Regions from separate parts of the Triticum aestivum genome. Here region 1 is linked to region 2. A link is a contact called in public Hi-C data. All regions are on one chromosome and are shown on one strand. The core of a region is the stretch at or near the end of the contact, and the rest is flanking DNA. Distances in the headings are between cores, read along the strand shown. Region 1 holds the start of LOC123056198 (disease resistance protein RGA2). Region 2 has its middle 41 kb from the start of LOC123055402.

The links. A called contact is a pair of places that touch in the nucleus more often than the background predicts.
Region 1: a Hi-C map of leaf shows a contact between it and region 2, with 4 times the contacts expected there. The contact joins the promoter of LOC123056198 here to the enhancer-like site in region 2. A contact is called at or near these places in 2 of 5 Hi-C or Micro-C datasets (both in leaf).

What each region holds. Positions count from the first base shown.
Region 1 is chr2D:652,457,583-652,463,702 of IWGSC CS RefSeq v2.1, reverse strand. It overlaps LOC123056198 (disease resistance protein RGA2), which reads left to right and starts at 2,703. Exons shown (of 5, transcript XM_044479890.1): 1 at 2,703-3,029; 2 at 5,498-6,120. The coding sequence starts at 2,742.
Region 2 is chr2D:652,324,800-652,330,759 of IWGSC CS RefSeq v2.1, reverse strand. No RefSeq gene overlaps it. Among protein-coding and RNA genes, the nearest start is that of LOC123055402, 41 kb to the right of the region's middle. Within about 2 kb of position 2,804, at least 6 of the 8 cell types and tissues checked have an H3K27ac peak or open chromatin away from gene starts, as enhancers often do. A contact at or near this core is called in leaf, where this site is marked.

The sequences.
Region 1 (6,120 bases), core at 1,454-3,953, 130 kb before region 2:
CCATGCCATCCCATGGCGATTCCTACAGCGAGCTGAATACTAGCTCACTAACTGAAGGAAAGAATGCTAGCTGAAGGAAAGAATACTAGTAGCTAACTAACTGAAGGAAAGAATCCATTACAGACACACGCTAACGGTCAGAATTATTCAGAGAACTGAATTTTGCTAAGTCTGAAGCTATGTGTGAGAAGATTATCCATCACAAGCCCCGCCGCAACCCTCGCGATGGCGGCTCCTAGCCGGCGAAGTGAGTCTCACGAATCTCGCCACCACCGCTCGCCGGCAAGCCGTCACTCCGTCTATGACGGCGGCGGCATCGGCGGGCAACAACAACAGCAAAGAGTTTGTAAAGGTAGTAAGAGCATCTCTAGCCGCGCCTCCAGAACGGCCTTCTCAGGCAATTTTTTTGCGCCGGCGACGAAAAAACGGCCCAGTCGCGTTCCCAGGAGTCCGTTTTCACCGGCTTGGACCGAAATCAGCGTCGGCGGACCCAGACCGAACCCGACGCGCCGGGGGGGCGCCGGGGCGAGTGTTTTGGCGCGAAACAGCCGCAGGCCCGCCGAGTCAGCGAGACGGGGGCTTCGTCGACCTCATCGCCTCGGTTCCCGCGGGAATCAATGTGAAGGCTACCGCGCTGCCGCACTGCCGCGCCGGTCAGCCTCCATTGATGCCTCACGGGCAGCGCAGTGAAGGCGCCGCCGATGCGCGTCCCGCCAGCATGCGGCACGCGTCCGCCCGCATGCCGCCCCCCGCCACCCCGCTTCGGCTATAAAAGGCGCCCCTCCCCGCCGGTGAGCGCCACAGCCTCCCCCCTCTCCCTTCAAGCGAAAGCCTTTCCCCGTCGGCGAGCTCTCCCACCACTTTCCTGCCCCGCCGACGAGTGAAACCATGGCGGAGAGATACCCAGGCGAGGGCGCAGCGGCGAACGGGTTCGGCCGTCGGCACCTCCAGGAGCCGGAGGCGCGCCTTCTGTATGAGGCCGAGTACCCGGCGCCCCCCGACATGCGCGTGCCGGGGGCGCGGATACTGAGCGCCGCCGGCGTCCCGGTGCCGCCAGTCCCCGAAGGGGCGGCACGGCGGGCGGAGATCGCCCGCGTCCGCTCCTCGTTGACGGAGGAGCAGCGGAACGAGCCGAGGTACGCGCCCGACAGCGAAACGCTGTGGACACTGTACTTTGAGCGCCGCCGCGAGGAGCAGATTGCCTCCGTCAACGGCATCATCCCCCGTGGCCGCCTCAATTCCGAAGGACGGCGCGAGTGGTGGGGCGTCCCCGGCCGCACACTCGACGCCGTCCTCGACCACATCGAGACCGGCAATGTGCCGCGGCTGGAGTACCCGACGCGGCCCTCCTTCTCTCGCCGCCGCGGCAGTTCCTGGATGCCGCGGCGAATGGAGCCGGGGTCGTCCTCGTCGTCGGGCTCCGGCTCGCCGGCCCTCCGCCCCGTCAAGCCCGAGCCGGAGGAGACACCGCTCGGGCGTCGCGCTCGCAGCGGCGCCCTCGTCATCAACGAGCCCTCGCCTGCAACGACACCGACAAGGCGCTCCCTCCGCTTGGTCCGGCCGAAGCCCGAGCCGGACATGCTCCCCGTGAAGCCGGAACACGCCGGCATGGTGGCCCCCGATGACGAGTCCGCACTCAAATGGGCGAGGGAGGACTACGTCCGCGAGCAGGTGCGCCGCCAGCGTCGGGCGTACCTGGAGACCCAGGCCCGTAGCCGCGCCGAGGCCCGTCGCCGCGCCGAGGAGCGTCGCCGCGCCGCCGAGGAGGGCGGCGTTATCATCATCGACAACGACGACAAGGACGAGGCCGGGCCGTCAAGCGTTGTCGGCGACCCCGGCGAGGGATGCAGCAGGGACGCCGCAGGTGAGGCGCGCGACGACGACGGCGGCGGCGGCGACTACACCCGCTTGTACAGGCTTCTCGGCATGTAGACGGCGGCGGCGGCGAAGGTGGCGGCAGCGGCTAGGCTTTTAGTTCATTTTTAAGTTAGTTCATGCATGTTTTCAAGTTTTTGTACAAATTTCGACGAAAAATGGCCGAGTTCATGCAAAAGTCGGCGAGTTTGCAAATAAATTGAAACGAACTTCGCCAAACCCGCGGCGACCGTGAACGCGTGACTGGGAGCGAACACAACCCCAGGGGGCGATCTAGCGCCGGCTCGCCCCCAGGCCGCTCTTTTTCGGCGCCCTGGGGGCCGAACGGCTGGAGATGCTCTAACTCGTTCCCTTCCCCAAATCTCTCTTCTCTGTTCTGTTATCACCTCTTTTTTTTTTTTTTTTTTTTTTTTGCCTCACGCAGCATCTAACCTAGTCTAGTACCAGCAGCAGAGAGTTTGTTTAGCGGATAAATAATTTAGGCCCCGTAGTAAATTAGTCTTGTACCTAACGCATCCACTGCACCCAACCAAACAAAAAACTGGCGTGGAAAACAACCACTAAGAAGCATTGCACCTATAGCATCAAACCAAGATCCAGAATCATCACCTTATTATAAGTTATCAAATACGGAGTATATTGTCCAATTTACTACAAGACAAAGCATAGCCCACAGGAATCAAACAAAAGAAATCGTTAGGAAGATGCCTAGCTAGGGGGAGCTGACATGACCGATACGTATTATGGAGGGAGACTTCTTGGCAATTGCTCTGACGATAAGATCCAGCCACCAGAAAGGTGTTATTCCCCATCCCCCCCTACCCCTCTTCTGCGCATCCCACACACAGATTGACGAGAGAGAAGCCATGGCGGGCATCGGGGCCATGATTGCCGCTGCACTTTTGAAGGAGGTGGTGCAGCAGATTGGTTCGTTGGTGGGAGGTCAGATCAAGCTGCAGCAGAACTTCGACAAGGACCTCAAGGAGATGAAGACTACCCTCGAGTCCATTGAGGCGCTCTTCAAGGACGCTGAGCACACCAACACCAACAATTCCATGCGTTTGTGGCTCGATCGTCTCAAGAACGCCATGTATGGCATCGCCGACATGATTGATGATTTTGAAGCGGGAACTGAGGCTGATCCAACACGCAAGGTAACTCGGAACCATGTTTTTTGTTTCATCAAAAATCCGTTGTAAGGAAATTACGAAGGGAATTTGTAAATTCTGAACGTTCTGAATATAGCGATAGATCCGTTATGCCCGCACGTCCAAACAAGAAGGTGCGAAATTTTGGCAGTTGCATTTTTTAAACTCGGGAAAAAAGAAGCAAAAACGCCTTGCGGGATTCGAACCTAGGACGTGATGGCTCAGATGCTATTAGTTATCAATCTGGTAACCATGTAGGCAGGCAATAGGTTGTTTCTAATTACATATTAAATGATATTTTTACTTTGGTGTTCAGGTACACTTCATATTTTTTTGCAGATCTTGTCACATGGTTCTCCTCCCGTTGTTCCATTTTTTTCAGTTTTTTTTTCTTTCTTAAAAACTATCGAGGTCGAACTCGCAACTTTAACAGGAACACTAGATGGATAACTTCTATGCAGAAAGCATGATAATTTGCGCAGAACAGTGCCGATTTTCATACAAACAAACACGGTAAATTTTGATCGGGAGAAATAATTATTGAAAAATACCTCCGATAACTTCTGTGCAAATAGCATGGTAATTTACGCACAACTGAGCTGATATATAACCTATGTATAAATACCATGGTAATTTTTGACCGACGGAAAAAATTTGTTGAAAACATACCTCCCCGGTAATTTATGTGTAAATAACATGGTAATTTCCGCATACTGATAACTTAGGTACAAACACCCCGCAATAACTTGGACCCTAAGGAAAAACTGTTTGAAAAACATAACCTCAATAATTTTTTCGTAAACATTATGGTAATATAAGCACTGCATACCTGATAACTAAGGCGAACATACCCCTAGTACTTTCCGTGCAAATGACATGGTATTATAGACACAACAAAGTTGATAACTCATTACAAACCCCACGGTAACTTATAAACCCTGGGATAAAAGTTTGTTGAAAAATATATCCTCATAACTTGTGTGTAAATATCATGATATATACATAACAGAGCTGATAACTTACTCAAATCCATGCGTGGTAACTTCCTGACCGGGGAAAAAGTTGTTGAAAAATACCTCCAATAATAAACAACATGATAATACACGCACAGGAGAGCTGATAACTCATAGACAAACATTGTGGTAATTTTTTGATTGAGGGGGATGAAAATTGTTGAAAAACGTACATCGATAACTTTTATGCAACATGGTAATATACATATAACAAAGTTGATAATTCATTACAAACACCAAAATCACTTTTGACCCCGGGATAAAAGTTTTTTGATAAAACATACCCCTATAACTTCTATGTAAATGGCATGGTAACTTGTGTATGGCAGACGTGATAACTTACATCGCCGAGACATGATAACTTTTTTGACATAAAAAAGTTATCAGAACATATCAACATGGGATCTAATTACGAAGATCTCGTCAAGACCGATTTTCTATGTGAAGATGAATTTTCAATCGAGCAACGATTTGAGCTACAAAACATTTTGAATTTTTGAGTTCAATGGATTTTTTTGTATTTTTGAGTTCAATGGAGTTTTGTTTACAAAGTCACTAGAATTTTTTTCCTCTAATGCATGAACCCATGTGCATGTAAGAGAAGATTTGGGAAAAAAATATGCCCGGTAATTTATGTGTAAATAACATGATAACTTATGGGCAACTCACCTGGTAACTTGCGTAGCATGCGCATGGTAACTTTTACCTAAAAAAGTCGTCGAAACATACGAACATGAGATCTAGTTTCGAAGATCTCATCGCGACGAATTTTTTACGTGAAAACGGATTTTTAATCGAAGCGACGGTTTAAGCTACAGAACATTTTGAAATTTGAATTTCAATAGAATCTTTGATGACATTAGCAATTTCATCTCACATGCATGCATGCATACTCAAAGCAACTACACAACGCATGCACGATGAGAGAAAGACAACTCGCGGGGTGGTGGAGGGGTGGGATTAGTGTTCGCAGGAATCGATCATGCCTATTGCTTAAAAATATAACAGTCCTTTTCTTTAAGCCGGAAACATATCTAATACAACAAGACATATATAGGAAATAATCATTTGAGCCTTCAAGTTTGATGGCGGTACTTGTCGACCTTGAATTCCAGGCATTGCATCTTTTAATCCTTGCCATTTTAGATTCAATGCTTTTTTGGCACAACAAGAATACGATGAATCCAAAACAGAAGATATGCTGGTGCTAGAAAAAAAAGATGCATACTTTCACCAAGTTCTATTTCCATTTCTAAATATTTTAGTGAATACAAATTTTAAATAGACGAAGTTGAACTCATGTACATTTGAACAAAAAATACCAGTCAACCATAAAGTCTAAAATTAATATGTTAGGCATGTCAGAAAATGCATCAAACTTTCTGGCTTAAAATAGAATTTTTCCTAATATCACCAACAATTTTGCCAATGACTAACAATTATGCTAATGATCTCTTGCAGTTCTCTATCAAGAAACATCTAACAGTTATGATGCCTTGTTTCACAATCGGACCCAAGTTCACAATGGCTAACAAGATGAAGATGATGAGAGAGGAACTGCAGGGGATCACAGATCAATACCAGAAATTCATGTTAGTGCCGGGCACTAATGCCGATGAACCGAATCTGATACAAATGCGTGAAACATCATCAACCATTGAGGCATCAGTCATTGGGAGGACCGAAGAGGAAAATAAAATATGGGTTTCTTTAGCTGAGAGCATAATAGAAGAGCTCATTGTCCTTGCAATACACGGCATTGGAGGCCTTGGCAAGACGACCCTAGCGAAAATGATTTACAATAATAAAACAAAATTTGAAGACTACATCCGGGTATGGATTTATGTATCGGAGACATTTGATTTGAACAAAATTGGCAATTCATTAATAAGTCAACTGTCAGAGAATGAGAGTCCCTACACTGAAAAGCAGATGATACATAGATCACTTGCAAAGCTACTTGCCAATAAGAAGATTCTGATTATTCTAGATGATTTGTGGGTGGAGGATGATTCCCAATTGGATAGTCTGATTGCCATGCTTAAGGTTGGAACGGGTAGCAAGGTAGTTGTTATAGCAACCAC
Region 2 (5,960 bases), core at 1,555-4,054:
CTTCCATTGGAACGCACCAGCTCTTTTGCTTTTTTTGATAAAAGAGAATATATTAATATCGCGAAGATACCAATTACATCCATCCTCTGCAACAACAAGATGTCCAAAGACATCAAGGATGCACATAGCCAAAAAAGAAAAAAGAAAGAGAAATAGAAAACAAACAAAGCCCCCATGGCGGTGATGGAACACTTGCAATAGCAACACCCAAACCACCACCGAATACAACACCAAGACTACACAAGAGATTCTCCAAAAGCAATGCCTACACAAGAAGATTGTCGCAATGTATCGACCGATTTCCCTAGTTATTTTTTTTGTTTCAAATAGTATTTTTGGAAAAATATGGTTTTTTTAATTGTGAACATTATTTTGAGATTTTTGAACGTTTCTTGAAAACCCGAACATTTTATGACAACACATACAGTTTTCAAATGTGTGAACATTTTTTCCCAACATTGTTTTTGCAAATGTTTTTTTTCGAAGTTATAAACATTATTTGAAAGCAGAAACATTTTTAAAACTCAAATATTTTTTGAAAAAATGAGAACATTCATTGAAATTATGAATATTTTTTTCAAATTTGTGAACATTTTTAAAAAGGTATGTTTGTTTCTCGAAATTCTGAACAATTTTCGAATTTGCAAATATATGAATAAAATTTAGGAATTGTGAACAATTGTGTAAACTCAAATAATTTTTCACAATTTTGACATTTTTTATAAAATGCAAAAATTTAAAACTCAATTTTTTATAGTTGTGAACTTTTTTCATAATATCTAACATATCTTGAAGATGTGATTATTTTTAAAAATTAGACATTTTCTGAATTTTTTTGGAATTTTCTCTGAAATTTTGGAAATGATATAAAAAGAAAGAGAAAAGTAAAGAAACACCAAAATAAAACCTACAAAGAAAACAATAAAATCCGATCAAGATCCAAGGGTCCCAAAACCGGTCAGGAATCTTTTTCCCAAACTCGGATGTTGTAGTAGATTCGCTATCTAACATGGGCTTGCCCATTTGCATCGTTGGTGCCCGGCATCTGTGCAAAATAACGACATTTTGATGCTCGATACATCAAATAGGGATTGTCGGCTCATAGTCATTCTTGTTATTTTTCCTTTGCTCTAGTGTGGGTCATGGGCTCCCAACTAGGAGGTAGGTTTTGTGTTCCTTGGGCTGCTAAGACCTTGCTGTGTATGACTTAGGAATGAATGAATTATGGTTTTTTCCTTCAAAAAAGAAGAGAAGAAATTATGGTTTTGAGTGCCATCAACACAATTGTGGTGGCCTACGATCTACACAGTTAGCAGTCCCATTGCTCTTCTTTTTGGTGCCGAAAGAGAGCTTTATTAGATTGGGGCAGGGTACAGTGATTTGCGAGGAAAGAGGGCTTTATCTCTTTTTGAGCGGAAAGAGAGAGCTTTATTAGATAGGGATAGGGGCACAGTCAAAGTTCATTGTGTGGGCGATTTCTTTATCTGTGGTGGTAATTGTGCATCCATACTGCCATTCTACATGTACCCTCTCTATCTAAGCAAGCATTCCCATTGATGTACACATGAAATTATTCTGCAACTTGTATGAATTATTGAGTCACAAGCTGTCGGTAGGCATCCTTTCATGGTATATCTACACATTTACATGTTACAACCGCCTCCAGTAGTGGTTACATCTTGACTTGATTTTTTTTTTATTTGCAGCAGTTGGTAGAACTTGCTCTATGCATTAATGGTCAATGTTGACCGAATAGAGTAGGCAATCTGTTCAGACACCAAGTCCCACTTTTTATTTCAGGTCAATTTGAGTATGTACTGTGCTTAGAGCGAGTGCTTAGTAGTAGAAACTAAACCCCTCGATGTATAGATGTTTAGTTTGTTGCAACTATTTTTTTTTCATTTAATTAGTTGTTTGCCGCAATTTTTTTAGTTGTAGAATCTTATATGTGCACTTAAAAGGCAATAGAGTAAAATAAATGGGACGATTACTTAATACTCCCTCCATTTCCTGACATAAAGCATACATATATTGATTGTAAGTCAAACTTGGTCAATTTTGATCAAATTTATAGAGCATTTCATCTATGTCTAGAACACCAAACATATATGAGGCAAGTGATGCAGCAGTGACCCAATGAGGCAAGGGAGGCAACTAACATTGGTTGGGTGGCAGCTCTGTGCCCCTAGTGTGTCGGGTTTGTTAGCTCGGTCGACGAAGGGGGCAGTTTGACATTATGTTGGGGCGGCAGCCCCGTAAGAGGTGCGGTGACGGTTGTGGTCCACGGGTGGTTGCCCTATGCAACTTGTGCTGCGGGTGACTAGGTCGTCGTCTGTCGGTGGTTGACCTGTGCAGCTTGGGCTGGGGGTGACTAGGTCATGTAGCATCGCGGCTCAAGAGCGAGCAGTGGCACGTCGGGACGTGGACCCGAAAGGTGTTGGGTGGACTACGTAGGGCGCATCAAAGCAGATGAAAGTCGAGGCGGCGACCTCAAAATTTCGACAGTCTCAGGCACATAAACCTTGAGTGGTGTCGTCTATCTTATTTGGATGATGGCAAAGATTTTGCCGTTAGTTTCGAAACAACTGTTGGCAAAATTAGTGTATTGACTTTATATTTTCTTTTTTGAAAAATCACTAAATTTACTAAAGTTTGAGAGAATATACTAAATTTAAACATGTTTATTTTGTAAAAAAAAACAGTGTAAAGAAGCACAAAAACTATTCTTGATTCCTATTGGTTGGAACCACCATCCCACAGATCAGTGACGTGGCAGGGGGGCCCAACCCCAGCACGCACTCGATCCAAGTCTTGAATCTGGCCTTGTATGTAGCGTCAAATATATTGTCGCTTGTAGTTGGGGTCAGCTGACACGACAAATGTGGAAGGAAATTCCAAGGCAATTGCTGTGACGATAAGATCCAGTCGAGCACGCCGGCAGAAAGGCCTGATCCCCATTCCCCCCACCCCTCTTCTGCGCATTGACTAGAGAGAAGTCATGTCGGAAATTGGGGCCATGATTGCCGCTGCACTTTTGAAGGAGGTGGTGCAGCAGATTGGTTCGCTGGTGGGAGGTCAGATCAAGCTGCAGCAGAACTTGGACAAGGACCTCAAGGAGATGAAGGCTACCCTCGAGTCCATTGAGGCGCTCCTCAAGGACGCTGAGGACGCCAACACCAACAATTCCATGCGTTTGTGGCTCAATCGTCTCAAAGACGCCATGTATGGCATCGCCGACATGATTGACGATTTTGAAGGAGGAACTGAGGCTGAGCCAACACGAAAGGTAACTTCTGAGCCATGCTTCTTCTTTTTTCTTTTTCTTGTTTTTCGATAAAGGGCGATTTTATTATTTCAGAATGTAGCATCAAGGGGATACAAAACATTATGAATAACACCCGGCCTCTGCATAACTGAGATGCACACAGCCAAATTCAAAAGTCTGACAAAAAACATGAAATATAAACCGACATATCGGTAACAGTAAAGTCCTATAGACCGACACTATGCCTATGTCGAAGGTGGTGGTGGATCGATCCGGAGGTTATGCTGCCACCCATGTTGGGAAAAAACCTCCGTAGCCACCTGCTTCAACCGCGTACACACCGCCTTGAACAGCGATTGGTGCTCCGATCGTTGTAGCATAGACCACGTATGAAGCGATTGCGTACAACGGAAAATAATCTGCAGAGGAGAAGCATTTTTTTCATTAAAAACCAAATCCTTTCTACATAGCCAGAGCGACCAAATTAAGGCGTACGCTCCCACCCTTATAAGCGCTTTAAACCTATTTGGAATACCGTCCAACCAGTGACCAAATATATTGGCAACACTTGTGGGCGGATATAAATTTGACGCTATTTGGATGATTGACCACGTAGAACGTGCAAACTTGCATTGGAAAAAGAGGTGTTTGATTGTCTCGTCATGCGTACAAAAACAACACTTCTTACTCCCTGACCAGTTGCGTCGTGCGAGGTTGTCTTTGGTCAACACAACTCCCTTACGAAGATACCACATGAAAATTTTCACTTTTAGTGGAATCTTGGACTTCCAAATTTTCTTGTTATTACTCACTGGTACTTCAGAATGTGTGAGCGCACGGTACATAGAGTCTACTGTAAAAGACCCTGATGTAGTAAGGTTCCAGCGAAACACATCCCGACCTTGTGTCAGGTTAATCGAATCCAACCGGGACAAAAGATTATGCCATGACAGAAGTCTGGGGCCAATCAAATCCCGCCTAAACGAAATGTTCGGCGGGGATGAACTGAGCACGTGCGCAATAGTGTTGTTCTTATCGCAAGCAATGTTATATAAGGCTGGATATTGTTCTCTGAGACTGGCATTGCCTAGCCAGATGTCTTCCCATAATCGAATCTCCGACCCGTCTTTTATCGCGAAAGACCCAAAGCGAAAGAGATGTTTCTTTGCCGCCATTAGGCCAGCCCAGAAGTGCGAGTCACCAGGTTTCCAATATGCCTGGGACACCGCCTTTTGGCCTAGATACTTGTTGCGCAACATGGTTTGCCAAACACCATCCTCAGTAAGAAGTTTGAACAACCATTTACTGAGCAAGGCCTCATTCTTGACCTGTAGGTCATGAATTCCAAGGCCGCCTTGGTCTTTTGGCCTACAAACCATGCTCCATTTGGCCAACCGATATTTTTTCTTTTCTCCATCTCCTTGCCAAAAAAATCTGGATCTAAAATAATCCAATCTTTGCAGGACCCTTTTGGGAGTTGGAAGAAAGAAAGCATATAGAGAACCATATTTGTGAGAACAGAGTTAATCAAAACCAGCCGTCCTCCAACTGAGAGCAGGTTGCCTTTCCAACTGCTCAATCGTTTCTCTAGACGCTCCTCTACATGCTTCCACTCTGTAATGGTGCGACGCCGATAGTGGATCGGTATTCCCAAATATTTAAACGGGAATTGGCCATGTGCGCAACCAAAGAGGTCAGCATAATCGGCAGCCGCCTCAACGGCTTCTCCAAAGCAGAAAAGTTCACTTTTATGGAAGTTAATTTTGAGACATGACATTTGCTCAAACGCTGAGAGCAAGAGTTTTAGGTTTCGAGCCTTGTCTAGGTCATGTTCCATAAAAAGAATTGTGTCATCGGCGTATTGCAGAATAGAGAGGCCACCATCCACAAGATGTGGCACTACTCCTTCTATCTGGTCGTTCTGCTTAGCACGCTCAATCAGAATAGCCAACATGTCAGCAACAATGTTAAATAACATTGAAGACATGGAGTCACCCTGTCGTAGTTCTTTTTTTGGTCTGAAGGTAATGGCCTACATCATCATTGACTTTGATGGCCACGCTACCTCCAGTTACCTTCTTTTTCTTGTTTGGAAGAATACGTTGTATGAAGCTTTAATAAGGAAAACAGAGTACAAGCACTGGAATAATAAGTACCCTCCGAGGTCCGAGCTGTCTTCCTCCTCACATCGAACCCCTGAAGCCACCTCAACCTCATCTGTGTGCCGTCCGTACAGGCCACAGTGGACCGTTGAACAGGACCCTCTAGGTTGCTCTGTCCTCCACCTTCCACAACTAAGCAGCACCCTCTGGCTTCCACCTCCGTCACACCCTCACCTACGCCCAGGCAAGGAGGCCACGACCAATTTATTTTCTTGCCATCCCCACCGCCGAAGCCGAAGAAAACAACAATAAGACCCACCGCCACAGTTCTACAAGGGTAGTGAACCTTTGTGTTCTGGATAAAGATAATTACGCCTATCAATATGTGTGATGAAGTAATTTTGAACAAAACATTTATAAATTGGAGTACATAAGTACATAATAGTTTGACCTTATCATTATACAAAATTATTTATTTTCAAACTTAGTTGTTGTTTTTCAAATATATATGTGATTATACTGAAATAAAAAATATGAAGTTATGCACTTAATGTTTTACCCTAACCAATTTTCCTTAAGCTGGAAACATATCT